2 separate regions of the Mus musculus genome follow, and region 1 is linked to region 2. The links are chromatin contacts, called in public Hi-C maps. All regions are on one chromosome and are shown on one strand. Each heading gives the region's core, a stretch centred on a gene start, on an enhancer-like site or on the middle of the called end of the contact. The rest is flanking DNA. Distances are from core to core; before and after follow the strand shown. Region 1 has its middle 16 kb from the start of Gm30896. Region 2 overlaps Tnpo3 (transportin 3).

The links. A called contact is a pair of places that touch in the nucleus more often than the background predicts.
Region 1: a contact with region 2 is called in a Hi-C map of liver, with 4 times the contacts expected there. The contact joins two enhancer-like sites. A contact is called at or near these places in 1 of 15 datasets of contacts at CTCF or cohesin (large pre-B cells), 8 of 484 Hi-C or Micro-C datasets (differentiating spermatogonia, embryonic stem cells, germline stem cells and 3 more), 4 of 115 datasets of contacts at active chromatin or transcription factors (bone marrow-derived dendritic cells and embryonic stem cells) and 4 of 9 other capture datasets (adipose tissue, embryonic stem cells, liver and 1 more).

Annotation. Positions count from the first base shown.
Region 1 is chr6:29,656,536-29,662,633 of GRCm38.p6, reverse strand. No RefSeq gene overlaps it. Among named protein-coding and RNA genes, the nearest start is that of Gm30896, 16 kb to the left of the region's middle. Within about 2 kb of position 1,778, at least 19 of the 459 cell types and tissues checked have an H3K27ac peak or open chromatin away from gene starts, as enhancers often do. A contact at or near this core is called in liver, where this site is marked.
Region 2 is chr6:29,538,393-29,544,024 of GRCm38.p6, reverse strand. It overlaps Tnpo3 (transportin 3), which reads left to right. Exons shown (of 23, transcript NM_177296.5): 22 at 665-762; 23 at 2,159-3,198. The coding sequence ends at 725. It also overlaps a transcript of Irf5 not described here. Among named protein-coding and RNA genes, the nearest start is that of Irf5, 15 kb to the right of the region's middle. Within about 2 kb of position 3,509, at least 12 of the 459 cell types and tissues checked have an H3K27ac peak or open chromatin away from gene starts, as enhancers often do. A contact at or near this core is called in liver, where this site is marked.

The sequences.
Region 1 (6,098 bases), core at 529-3,028, 120 kb before region 2:
GCTAGGAAGCAGAGTAGGGGGTGAGACAAGGTATATCCTTCCAGGTGATATACCTTGGCTTCATGGACCTGCTTCTACTATCAGAGCCCTGGCTCCCAATAATACCACTGTATTACATGAAGGGATTAATCCACTGACTCAGAGCTTCAGGAAATCACCTCACCCAAATGGAAGCAGCTGGCCTTAACATATGACCCTTCAGGGGACATTCCAGGTTCAAACCAGAGGAGAACAATTTCCTCCCATTCAATGGACCCTAGGGCCAGTGATTTAACAAGCAGAGGGCGTGTGAATTGGACCAATGGTCATGGTGTTCATGAATCGTCTAACAGACATGAGTGAGGAACGTAGCTCAGGCACTACCCACATCTATATTTTAATTGTTAGTCCAGCAGACCATGGTAGTTCACATCAGCACTTAGGCCATAAAAGAAAGAAGATCAGAAGTTCAAGGGCACACACCCTGGGCTACATAGGGAGTTGGAGGACAGACTGAGCTACAGGAGACCCTGACTCAAAATATAAAAGGAAACAAAATCAGTCTTCTAATAATTCTAAGGTACAAAGGTTTAGTGTATCCCGCACTTGCCGAGCATGCATGAAACCCTGGGTTTGAGCCCACTGTCACAGACAAAAATGTTTGTGATAACAATTCTCATGCCAAGCTAGGGTTGAGAGCTACCTGCTGGGCACGTGCATGGTGCTATTACTTTCCTGGGGCCACCTTCTCAGCTAAGTCTGCTATGAAATCAGTAAGCTTTGCCTTCCTGGAAATTTGCATACAGGTCACTTTTGGAGCTAGATAATGAAGTTCCATGGAAAGAAGGCTCACTCTTGCCTTGCTGGGCAAAAGGATGTTTACCGGGGTCCTTTTTAAAATAATCCCCCACAGCCCCATCCAGCAGAGGGATTCATTCTGGTTACAGGAGGGGCACAAGCCAGTTCAGAGTTTCCTTGTGGGGCTGGAAAACAGAAATTCTTCTGATTTTCCTTGTCCCTAAAGTAAAGCATTTAGAGGGGGGAAAGTACATTAAGAGAAAACTTGAGGGCTGGAGAGATAGCTCAGTGGTTAAGAGCACTGACTGCGGGGCTGGTGAGATGGCTCAGTGGGTAAGAGCACCCGACTGCTCTTCCAAAGGTCCAAAGTTCAAATCCCAGCAACCACATGGTGGCTCACAACCATCCGTAACGAGATTTGACTCCCTCTTCTGGAATGTCTGAAGACAGCTACAATGTACTTACATATAATAAATAAATAAATCTTTAAAAAAAAAAAAAAGAGCACTGACTGCTCTTCCAGAGGTCCTGAGTTCAAATCCCAGCCACCACAGGGTGGCTCACAACCATCTGTCATGGGATCCAACACACTATTCTGGTGTATATCAGAAGACAGCTGCAGTGTACTCATATAAATAATAAATAAATAAATAAATAAATATATAAAAAAAAAGAGTAAACTTGAAATTGCAGAGTCTTTGGTGCAGTGCTGGGCCAGGGGATGGGAGGTGGGGATGGGATTTTGTGAACTTGGGCCTGGGGCTGGAGAAAGGGGAGGGTGAAGGGAAGGGGAGGGGAGGGGAGAGGGAGGGGGAACAGAGCTTCCCTGTAGGTTCAGATTGTTGCTTCAGGTTGGCTGTTCCTACTGGAATTCACCTTTAGAAAGAGGCTTTCTTCCAGCGCTGTTAGTGAAGCGAAGCGAATGCAGAGTGTCTGTAAGGCCTTTCCTTTCCTTTCCGCATGGCTGGGAACTGCAGCGAGTTACTGAGTAACTGACTACGAAGTTAATGTGCCTCAAAGGCCTTTACAGGAGCAGCAGCAGTTTAAAAGCTCTAACGAGGCAGTTAGCCCAAGGCCAAAAACTGGGAGAACCTCGATCCTGGCCTAAAAGATGCCGCCGCAGGGCAGAGAGAAACCAGTCCAATGGATAGAATGCAGCGAGCAGATGAATGAGAAAAATAGGGGTGGGGGTTGGTACAACTTTTAACCTGCCTCCAGTTGCCTCCCTGTAATGGGACTGAGCTGCTGGTGACCCACTTGGACAGGATACAATCAACTTTGTCCCTCTAGTCTGGTATCTATCAGCACAGACTCCTTTCTTTCTTCCTTCCTTTCCTTCCTTCCTTCCTTCCTTTCTTTCTTTCTTTCTTTCTTTCTTTCTTTCTTTCTTTCTTTCTTTCTTTCTTTCTTTGAGACAGGGTGTATGTACCTTTGGCTGTCCTAAACTCACTATGTAGACCAGGCTGGCCTTGAACTCACAAAGATCTGCCTGCCTCTGCTTCCCAAGTGCTGGGACTAAAGGCATGTGCCACTATGTCATGTTATTGAAGAGGTCAGCTCAGCCATTAGAAAATTCCATCGGACATACACACACACACACACACACACACACACACACACACACACACTCACACACACCTTCCTGGAAGAGACAGGTCAGAGAGCACATAGGCCAGAAGGGAGATGTTGAGTAAGCCCCTACTACCTCATTCCCTAAAGACCAATCAGTTTAAAGCACTGATCCACCAATCATATTTTGCCTAGTTGCTGATGCTTTATTCTATCCCTGGAAACCATATAAAAACTTGCCAGAACTTGCCTCCTCTCCTTCAGGTGTGGGCTAACCCCAGTGCATTGGAACAATAAATTCCTCTTGCTTTTTGCATCGATTCTGGCTCTGCATCGTTCACTCAGGGGGTCCCGGGTAAGCTAAGGCTCTTCAGAGTCTTATATAAGCACAGAGTCTTAAACATAGAAGAGTATAAAAAAGAGAGACTATAATTCTCTAGTTCCTCTTATTTTCTGCATCAAACACATCCAGAGATACACTGCTAATTATGTCTCCTCTGAAAACATTCTCACTGAAGCCTTCCCTATTCTCCTGCTTCCGCTGGGAGTTTGGGGTGTCTCAGCTCAGCACTGAAACCCCTCTCTTCTGCACTGATTTGGCTCTATTCGGTGTATTTGCTCTCTTTCATGAGATACAGTCATTTCTTACCATGCTTTATATCTGCATGAGCTGTGAATGGCGCCATATTGGACACACAGGAATTAATACAGTTGCATCTGGTCTTCTTTTACAGGCTCACTTCCCCGTCCCCTCCGCTCCCACCATGTCTTCCTACTTACCGTTCCAGGAACTCAGCCTCCATATCTTCATATTTCACCTTCTCTTCCACTGTCCTTTTCTAGAATTCCTTCCTCCTGTTACTTTCAGACATGCTACTTCACCCTGGCCTCTCCATGGGCTGGCTGGAAGCTCTGGGAAGGCAGGACTGGGGACATTTTCCCCCTCCCTAACCTGATGACACACATTGGACCCAGCAGGGGTTCAATCAGGGCTTTCTCAGTTAACAAATGAGTTGCCAAGGTTTTGCCAAAGTGACTTCTGGTCTCTATCACACAGCATCTCAGTGTGGCTTTTGGTTTAGTTTTCAAGACAGGTCTAAGACCAGCTTAGGCCACAAAGAACACTTAAGGCCTGCACAATTTAGTGAGAGCCCATCTCAAAATGAAGAGCAAAACAGAGGCTGGAAATACTGCTCCGGTAAAGGGCTTGCCTAGTGAGTGCCACAGGCTCTGGCTTGAGTACAGAGGAGGGGGCGCTGAAGAGGAGGGTGGTGTTCTGGGGGAGACATTTCTCCTCTACTGTGTTACCTCTTACCCTACCTGGAGACAATGTCAAATGTCAAGTGGTTAAAGGTTACTTGTTCTGTCCTCCTGGTGCACCTCCTTTCTCTTTTCTCTCCTGGGTTGCAGTTTATGGAGCAAATGTTCTACATTTCCAGGAGGGCGGAAAGAGAACTTGATCAATCAGTAACCAGGATGGAAAACTCAAATACTTACAGAAGCCAAAGGAAACAATCTGAGTTGCCTGGGTAGGAACAAAGTGACCAGACCCTATTACAGGGCAGCTACTTCCTTGCTAAGGCAGGTCACTCACAGGGATGGTGGCCCAGGCTCACTTGATCTTATTTTTTTTTTTTTTTTTTTTTTTAAGATTTATTTATTTATTTATTTATTGTAAGTACACTGTAGCTGTCCTCAGACACTCCAGAAGAGGGAGTCAGATCTCGTTACGGATGGTTGTGAGCCACCATGTGGTTGCTGGGATTTGAACTCCTGACCTTTGGAAGAGCAGTCGGGTGCTCTTACCCACTGAGCCATCTCACCAGCCCTCACTTGATCTTATGTTCTGCATAACCAGCCTTCTTCTTTTAAAACTGGAGTGGGGGGGAGGGGGAGAGGGAGAGGGAGAGTGGGTGTCTGAGGGAGGAGGCTGGGTGCTAGGGAATTATTGAGAACTAAGTCATGGGTTCTCCAGGGAGCTTCAGATTCCATAGCATTCTGAACTGTTGATGGGTCTTGAGATGAGGAGACCAGAGTGTTCTCAGTTATCCAGGTGATCTGGATAATCAGGAAGTCTTTTGTGAGTGAAGATAGTCAGGAGAGTTAGAGAAGTGGGTGATGAGGAGCTAAAGGGACGAAGTCTGACATTACTGGTGTTAGTGATGTGGAAGGATGCAGGCATGAGACAAATATGCAAATAACCTCAAGATGGTGGAAAAACAGCAAAAAAGTGGATTCTCTCCTAGTACCTTTAGGAGGAACATAGTTTGGCCACACAAGATTTTAGTCAAGGCTGGGCATGGTGGAGAGGCAGAGGCAGGCAGATTTCTGAGTTCAAGGCCAGCCTGGTCTACAAAGTGAGTTCCAGGACAGCCAGGGCTAAACAGAGAAACCCTGTCTCAAAAAAACAAAAACAAAAAAACAACAAAAAAAAATTAAATGTTTGATTTGTGTGTGTGTGTTTAAGAGTGAGAAATAGAGACAGAGATGGAAAGACATGTCATGACACTGGTGGAGGTCAGAGGACAGTTCTTAGTCCTTTCCAAGTTCAAGGCTTCTACTCTGGTTGTAAGGACTACATTCAGCTGCCTCTACCTACTGAGCCACCTCACTGACCCACAAACATGTTCTTACACAAAGAAACCCATGTAGAGAGCTCCCAAGTGTCCTGGTATTGAGACAACATCTCCTCCATATGCAGCCTAGACTGGCCTAAAACTCAATTTCCCTTCTTCAGCCTCCAAGGGCTGGTATTACAGGTGCTAGCACCAGAGCTGGCTAGATTTGTGTTGCTTTAAGCTACTCCGTTTGTGGTAACTGGCTCCAGCAGCAGTCGGGGACATATAGGTTGTGTGCTGGCTAATTTATGTTAACTTGACACAAGCTGGAGTCATCTGAAAGCAGGAAACTTCAACTGAGAAAATGCCTCCACAAGGTTCAGTTGCAGGGCATTTTCTTAATTAGTAATTGCCAGGAGAGGACCTAACCCTTTGTAGGTGGTGCCATCCCTGGACTGGTGGTCCTTGGTTCTATAAGAAAGCAGGCTGAGCAAGCCATAGGGAGCAAGCAAGCCAGTAGTACCACTTCATGGCCTCTGCCTCAGCTCCTGCCTTCAGGTTTCTGCCCTGTGAGTTCCTGTCCTGACTTCCTTCAGTGATGAACAGTATGGAAGCATAAGCCAAATACATCCTTTCCTCCCTAAGTTGCTTTGGTCACTGTGTCTCATCACAGCAATAGTCACTCAAACTAAGATGGCATGTTACCTAATCTATAGAGGTGTGACATGGCAGAGCCAGGCATGGTTGACTTACTCCTGTAATCTTACCACTCAGAATCCTAGCCTAGGCTACATAGTGATTTCTATGACAGCCTAAACTACAAAATGAAACTTGTATCTCAAAACAAACAAACAAAAATAGTTACATTATAGCCAGGCAGTGGTGGAGCATGCCTTTAATCCCAGCACTTGGGAGGCAGAGACAGGCAGATTTCTGAGTTCTAGCCAGCCTGGTCTACAAAGTGAGTTTCAGGACAGCCAGGGCTACACAGAGAAACCCTGTCTCAAAAAACAAAACAAAACAAAACAAAACAACCCCCCCCAAAAAAACAAAAACAAAAACAAAACCAAACCAAACCAAACCAAAGAACAAAACAAAAAACCAAAAAAGTTACATTGTGTAAAACTACAATCAGTATTGTTTCTAGCAATGTTGACGATTTTTGTAAATGCTTGGCACTGCATCCAAGCCAGG
Region 2 (5,632 bases), core at 2,260-4,759:
TTTCTGTGTGTGTTAACCCTTTTCTATCTCCTCCTCCTCCAAGAGGAAATCCTGAGCAGCCTGTTCAGCTAGAAAATCAATGGCTGACAGACTAGTTACCAGACAAGGCTTTGTAAACAGAATCTGTCACAGCAGAAAAATGGAAAGCTCGGGACCTTAGTGAGCCATGCGCACAGAACTAAAATGCTCCGAGCCTTATGGAACCTGCTGGCCATCCTTCCTTTGAGGGCATCTGGGTTTCTTCTCCTGGTGTCAGGAATGTCAAGTAGTACTATAGACACTCACACCTTCTGAGTCACTTTTGCTCACTGCCCCTTTGTCATAAATGTTTTTTAGGAATGGGTTTGATCCTCTGAGTAACATGAAGTCGATAATAGATGAGGAGACTAAGGCAGAGATTGGTGTCTTGCCCAAGAACACAAGAGCTAGAAATCAGCCCTAAACAGTTTGTCTCTGAGCCCATTCCTTCAGAACCAATAAGCTCATAATTATCTTCATTTATAATACTTACTTTTTGCCCTGAGTTCTGGGAAGATCTCACACAGAGCCATGAGTGGATGAAAGTCATTTCTGACAGAGTTGGAAGCCTCTTCGGTGTGCCTCCCTGGCATGTTAGCTCTCCTGTCTTCAGCCAAGGACCACCCATCCACCTTTTCTTTTCTAGTGCCGAGGAATGTAAGCAAGTTTGCTGGGCCTTGAGAGACTTCACCAGGTTGTTTCGATAGCTCAAGCTCACACTCCTGCACTGTGCCTGTCATCCAGGTGAGTTGTGTATACTTCTAGTTCTTTCTGGGCTCTTGGGGAGGTTTGAGACTGGGAATATGTTTAAGGCCCATAGCTCAAATCAAGGAAGAACTTAGTGTTGAGCTATCTCAGCGGCTGAAATACTGAGCGCCTGGATTGTCTCGGGCCAGAGCAAGCTGATCATCAGTGCACCTGGATGCCATTTTCCACCCCCTGGAAGGTAACTGGTGTCGAGTGCATCAAAAAACATCTTCGCACAAATGCTCTGATGTGTGCTTGGGAACAATCAAGTCAGTACTTCTAGCCTCTGCTACTTTGCTGAGAACAATGGCGACCATAATTCCTGACACGTGTCTTCTCAGACAGACTTGCCAGAATCAATATGCAAGCAGTTTATTCTTACTGCTTTTATGATTGAAATGCCAGGGAGATGTTCCTTCGGCTGTCTTCTTATGGCCAACTGTCTCCATGCTGTCCCTTCTGATCTGAAGCAAAGGAGGAAGCTCAGCTATGGAGAGGAGTGCTGACTGGGTGGTAGTGCTTGATGCCTAAGTAAAGAAAGGCAGTTCTCTAAGCCTGCCTTTAACATCTTAAGGAGAATTTATTGTCCTAATAGGCAATGTTCAGAATCTGTGGCACTTACTGGTGGTTTCTGTAATAGGTACATGAATAGGTCAGGGTGATGTTCAGTAGTGCCTTCTTACCACACCCAGAAGTGTACTAAATGCTGGCTCTTTCATGAGTGACATCATCTGAGGGTGTCAGGGTTTGCGTGTAGGCAGCTGTAGATGTTCATAGCTAATGTTCATCAAGCCCTTAACTAAGGTCAGGTACCATTCCTTGTGTGTTAACCAAGAGACTCTGTCTGCAGCTTTCTGTTAACTATACTCATTTACAGAGAAGAAAATTGAAGGTCAAAGATGTTTAACAATTTGTTGCAGTTAGAAACTAGGGTATTCAGGTGTTCTGGTACCAGAATCCTCACTTTTAGCCATTGTAATAGATGACACATCTATGTAGCACTCTACCCATAGAGTCTAGATCAGTGCTTGTTAAACCATTGTCAGTAAACAGAGTGTTCTTTCAGCATTAAATCTTACATGAAAACTCTGTATTTACTAACAGACTAAAGTGGAGCTTTTCAGATGGTTTTGCATTGTGTTGGCTTCCTCCCAACCTTTCCATCATCCTTAGTGTCTGCAGCTCAGCACAGGAGCCATGCTGCAGGCAGTGTTTCAGCGAAGTGAATGCTACCTTGGAGTTGCAAGTTGGAAAAAGCCAGTTTGGTTGTGCTTATTTGTTAACCAGTGTTCTGTAACGGAGTCCACAGCACTACCTCTGAGCTGGCTCTGTCCCTGCTCACCCTGCTCACTCTCCTCTGGAGCTCATTAGACTCTCTCTTCTCTTTTGTCAGGAATGTCTTTTTTTATTAGAAGACAGGAAGAAAACAACCCAGACTGTGTCCCACAATCAGAAACCTCTGTTGTGGCAGAGGGGCCTTCACTACCACCAGACCATCCCGCCACACAGGGAGAGACTTCACCCTCCAAGGCATCCTAAGGAGTCCCTGTTTGGGATGTGAGGGAGAAACAGCGCGGTTTTTAAGGATGGCTGGAGCCTGTCCGACGTGGTGGGAGGGGAACTAGTTTCCTGGTGAACTTCTTTCTAAAAGGAAAAATAATTTAAGAAAAGTTAAAAAAAGAAAGAAAATTTTTAAAAAGGAAAGCTGAGATGACACCAGAACTGAAATATGCACCTGGTAGCAGATGATGCACACACATGATAGACACACACCAGCATGCAGTGCACACACTGAGACACGACAGTGAGACAGACACATTACCTTAGGGAAGCGCGGGGATGCGAGTAGGTAACATAGTTACAGTTGGAATTAAAGAGGTAGGGTCACCTCCTCTGCTCTCCTTCCTTTAAACACAGGTGAATAGAGGAAACACCCCCCCCCCCAACTGTTCACCTTTAGAAATGTCCAGACAAGGAGCCTGGTCTGCTTATATCATGGTTAGGGATGATAGTCCGGACTAGCCAGGGTCAAAGTTGCTTTTAATGTAGAGCCCAACCCTGATCCTATTGAGTTGCTAAGTCCAATCCAGTTCATGGGCCTTTGTCATCAGCCTTGGGGAGAAAAGCCAAAACTGGTGGGTGGAGAGGACAAATATGGATTAAACCTTGCTCTCTCTCTCTTTTAGTGAATTATTCATCCACAAACATGGGGTGGGAAGGGATAAAAAAGAGGGTGAGAGTCTGGAGGGAATGTATTTACAGGGCTACCTGTATTTTGCTAAAAAAAAAAAAAAAGTGTGAAAATTAATTGCCTTCAAGGGCACTGTTCTGTCCTGTGGTGTAGCCATCTTATGAATAAATCAACAGCACCAAAAAAAAAAAAAAAAAAAAAAACCAGAAAAAAGAAAAAAATAAAACCAATTTTTAAAATTTTACCAGTGTTTTTATTTCCCTTCACTACTCGCTGTTCAGCAATGACTTGGCTGATCCACCTATGAAATCAGCTTTCATGGAACCTAAAAGGCGTCTAAGCAGAGAGCTTAAAACGACGTATCTTGTAGGAGTAATCTTGCTCACTGTGTAAAGAGATCCATAAAGGGCTCAGCAGCCCACAGCAAGGCAGGATAGTAAGGTGGGATACCCAGCAGAGAGATAGGAACTTGGAAAGAGTCAGGCCTGAGAGATTAGCCACTGAGATGTGGAGGAAGTTGGACTATGAAACTGAGAAGTGACCAGCTCATGGCAGACATAGAATAGTGTGACTGGGTTAATAAGGGTTACGAGCTTATTGTGGAGTAAGCCTAGCAGATGGCCTAGGCGCTAGTTCATAAATACGTGAGCCTCTGTGTCGGTGGGGAACTGGGTCAGACAGAAAGCAAGCGTTACAAGGAGCTGCTGATTCTGCATCCTGTTGGAAGCCCCTCCTGCTGCATCTCACCTTCCACCCTACCTCAGTGGGAGTGAACTGTGTGTCACACACATGTGCAAGTGCACATAAGCTGAGGACGTGGCTGTTCTGTGCACATTTGCATGGGAGGGAGAGACATGCACACAATGGAAGCCAAAGGAGGGACATTTCTGTGACCTTTACTATTAAATCCACGTAGACCAGGAGGTAAAAACGTAACCAAATATAGGATCTTGGATGGAATCCCGAGTCCCAGAGAGTGGGAGAGAGTTAAAAAAATAACAAAATCCTAGCTAGGAGGTAGTGGCTCACACCTTCAATCCCAGTTCTTGGGAGGCCAGCCTTGTCATTTATAGAGTGAGTTCTAGAACACCAAGTGCTACACAGAGAAAACCTGTCTGAAAAACAAAACAAAATCCAAACAAAGCAAGGAGTTAATATTATATAGTTAGAAATAGTGTGAAGTGTGCAAGAATGTTCTTATTTTAGAAGCTTTCCCAAAACTAAAGTGTTTATTGGAAGGTGACAGCTTCTGCTTTGAGTCAGTCTCGCTAGCTAGCAATGACTTTGACCCAGTTGTCATCGTCATCCTCCCAAGGTGCCGGGAGTCTGTTCATCTGTGTGTGCCCCACATCTGCTGCTGTTTTTATTGACTGTTGACAGCTGGCGCTGCCACTCAAGGCTTCCCACAGAAGCACACATCCTACATCTGAGCGTACATCTCCAACCCTGGTTTTTACTTTTTAAGCTATTGTGTGTGTATGATATGGGGGACACACGCATCTGCGGTTTCCAGAGGTCAAACTCAGGGTGGGGCTTGCATGGCGAGCCTTATGTAGCTGGCCCACCAGTTCCGCTTAACTTTTAAAGTCAACATAGACCATGTAACCATTCGAAAAGCTGCTCATCCTTGCTCAAGAGAGGGAATAGGAATGAGGTAGTATTTTTTACCTGTCGGGTTAACAAAAGTCACATTTGAGAGTATGCTCTATTGGTAAGACATTTCTAAGTATCCCTGGCATTTTTACCAGTACCTACGAAACATAGAAAAGCACTAGCTTTTCATTGCATTATTTTATTACATGTATTTATGATGATATGAGGAGGGGAGTGTGTCACAGCAGGTCAGTTCTACTATGCAGGTTCCTGGGATTGAACCATTAGGCTTGATGGCAAGAGTCTTTACTGGCTGAGCCGTTTCTCTGGCCCTCACTGTGTTATTTTAAGAATGTTGGAAACTCAAATACTCATTAATCAGTAGTCAAAATCGCAACCTGAATCCAATCAACGGTCTGGACTCCAGCAGCATACAAACTATGTCACCCATACAACAGACATACAAAATACAACAGGTGTAATCAGGAGCAGCGCTGTCCCACCACTAATGGAGATAGACGTCCTCTGGCTGCCTTGAACTTACGAGCACTAGATTGTGTGTGACTGCTGGGTACGTGTTCACGTGAATGTGTGTATACACACGTGGAGGCTAGTGTTGGGCAGTCTCCTAAATTCTCTGAGACAAGATAACATACAGCCAGGACCAGTGAGATTCAGGAATTCCCTTGCTCTGCTTCCTAATGACAACATATACCTTAGTGCCCGACCTTTCTTTCTTTTCTCTCTTTTCCTTCCTTCTTCCTTCCTTCCTTCCTTCCTTCCTTCCTTCCTTCCTTTCATTTTATTTATTTATTTTTGTAACGTGGGCTAGGAATCCAAAGTTGGATCTTGGAAGCACATTATTCATCTCTAAGAGCCTCATAAAGTGGATACTTGATAAGACAGTTTTTTTCTTTAGTAGCTGGGGATTTTAGCTCAGTGGTAGATCACAACCTTTGAGCATCCCCCAGGGCAGGGGAGTGGGGAGTGGTTTTAGGAGAATATACATGAAATGCTATTTCTAGTATTTACTTCAAAATAATCACCGTTGGGAGCCTGGACAGGAGCTGCAATGAGAAAGAT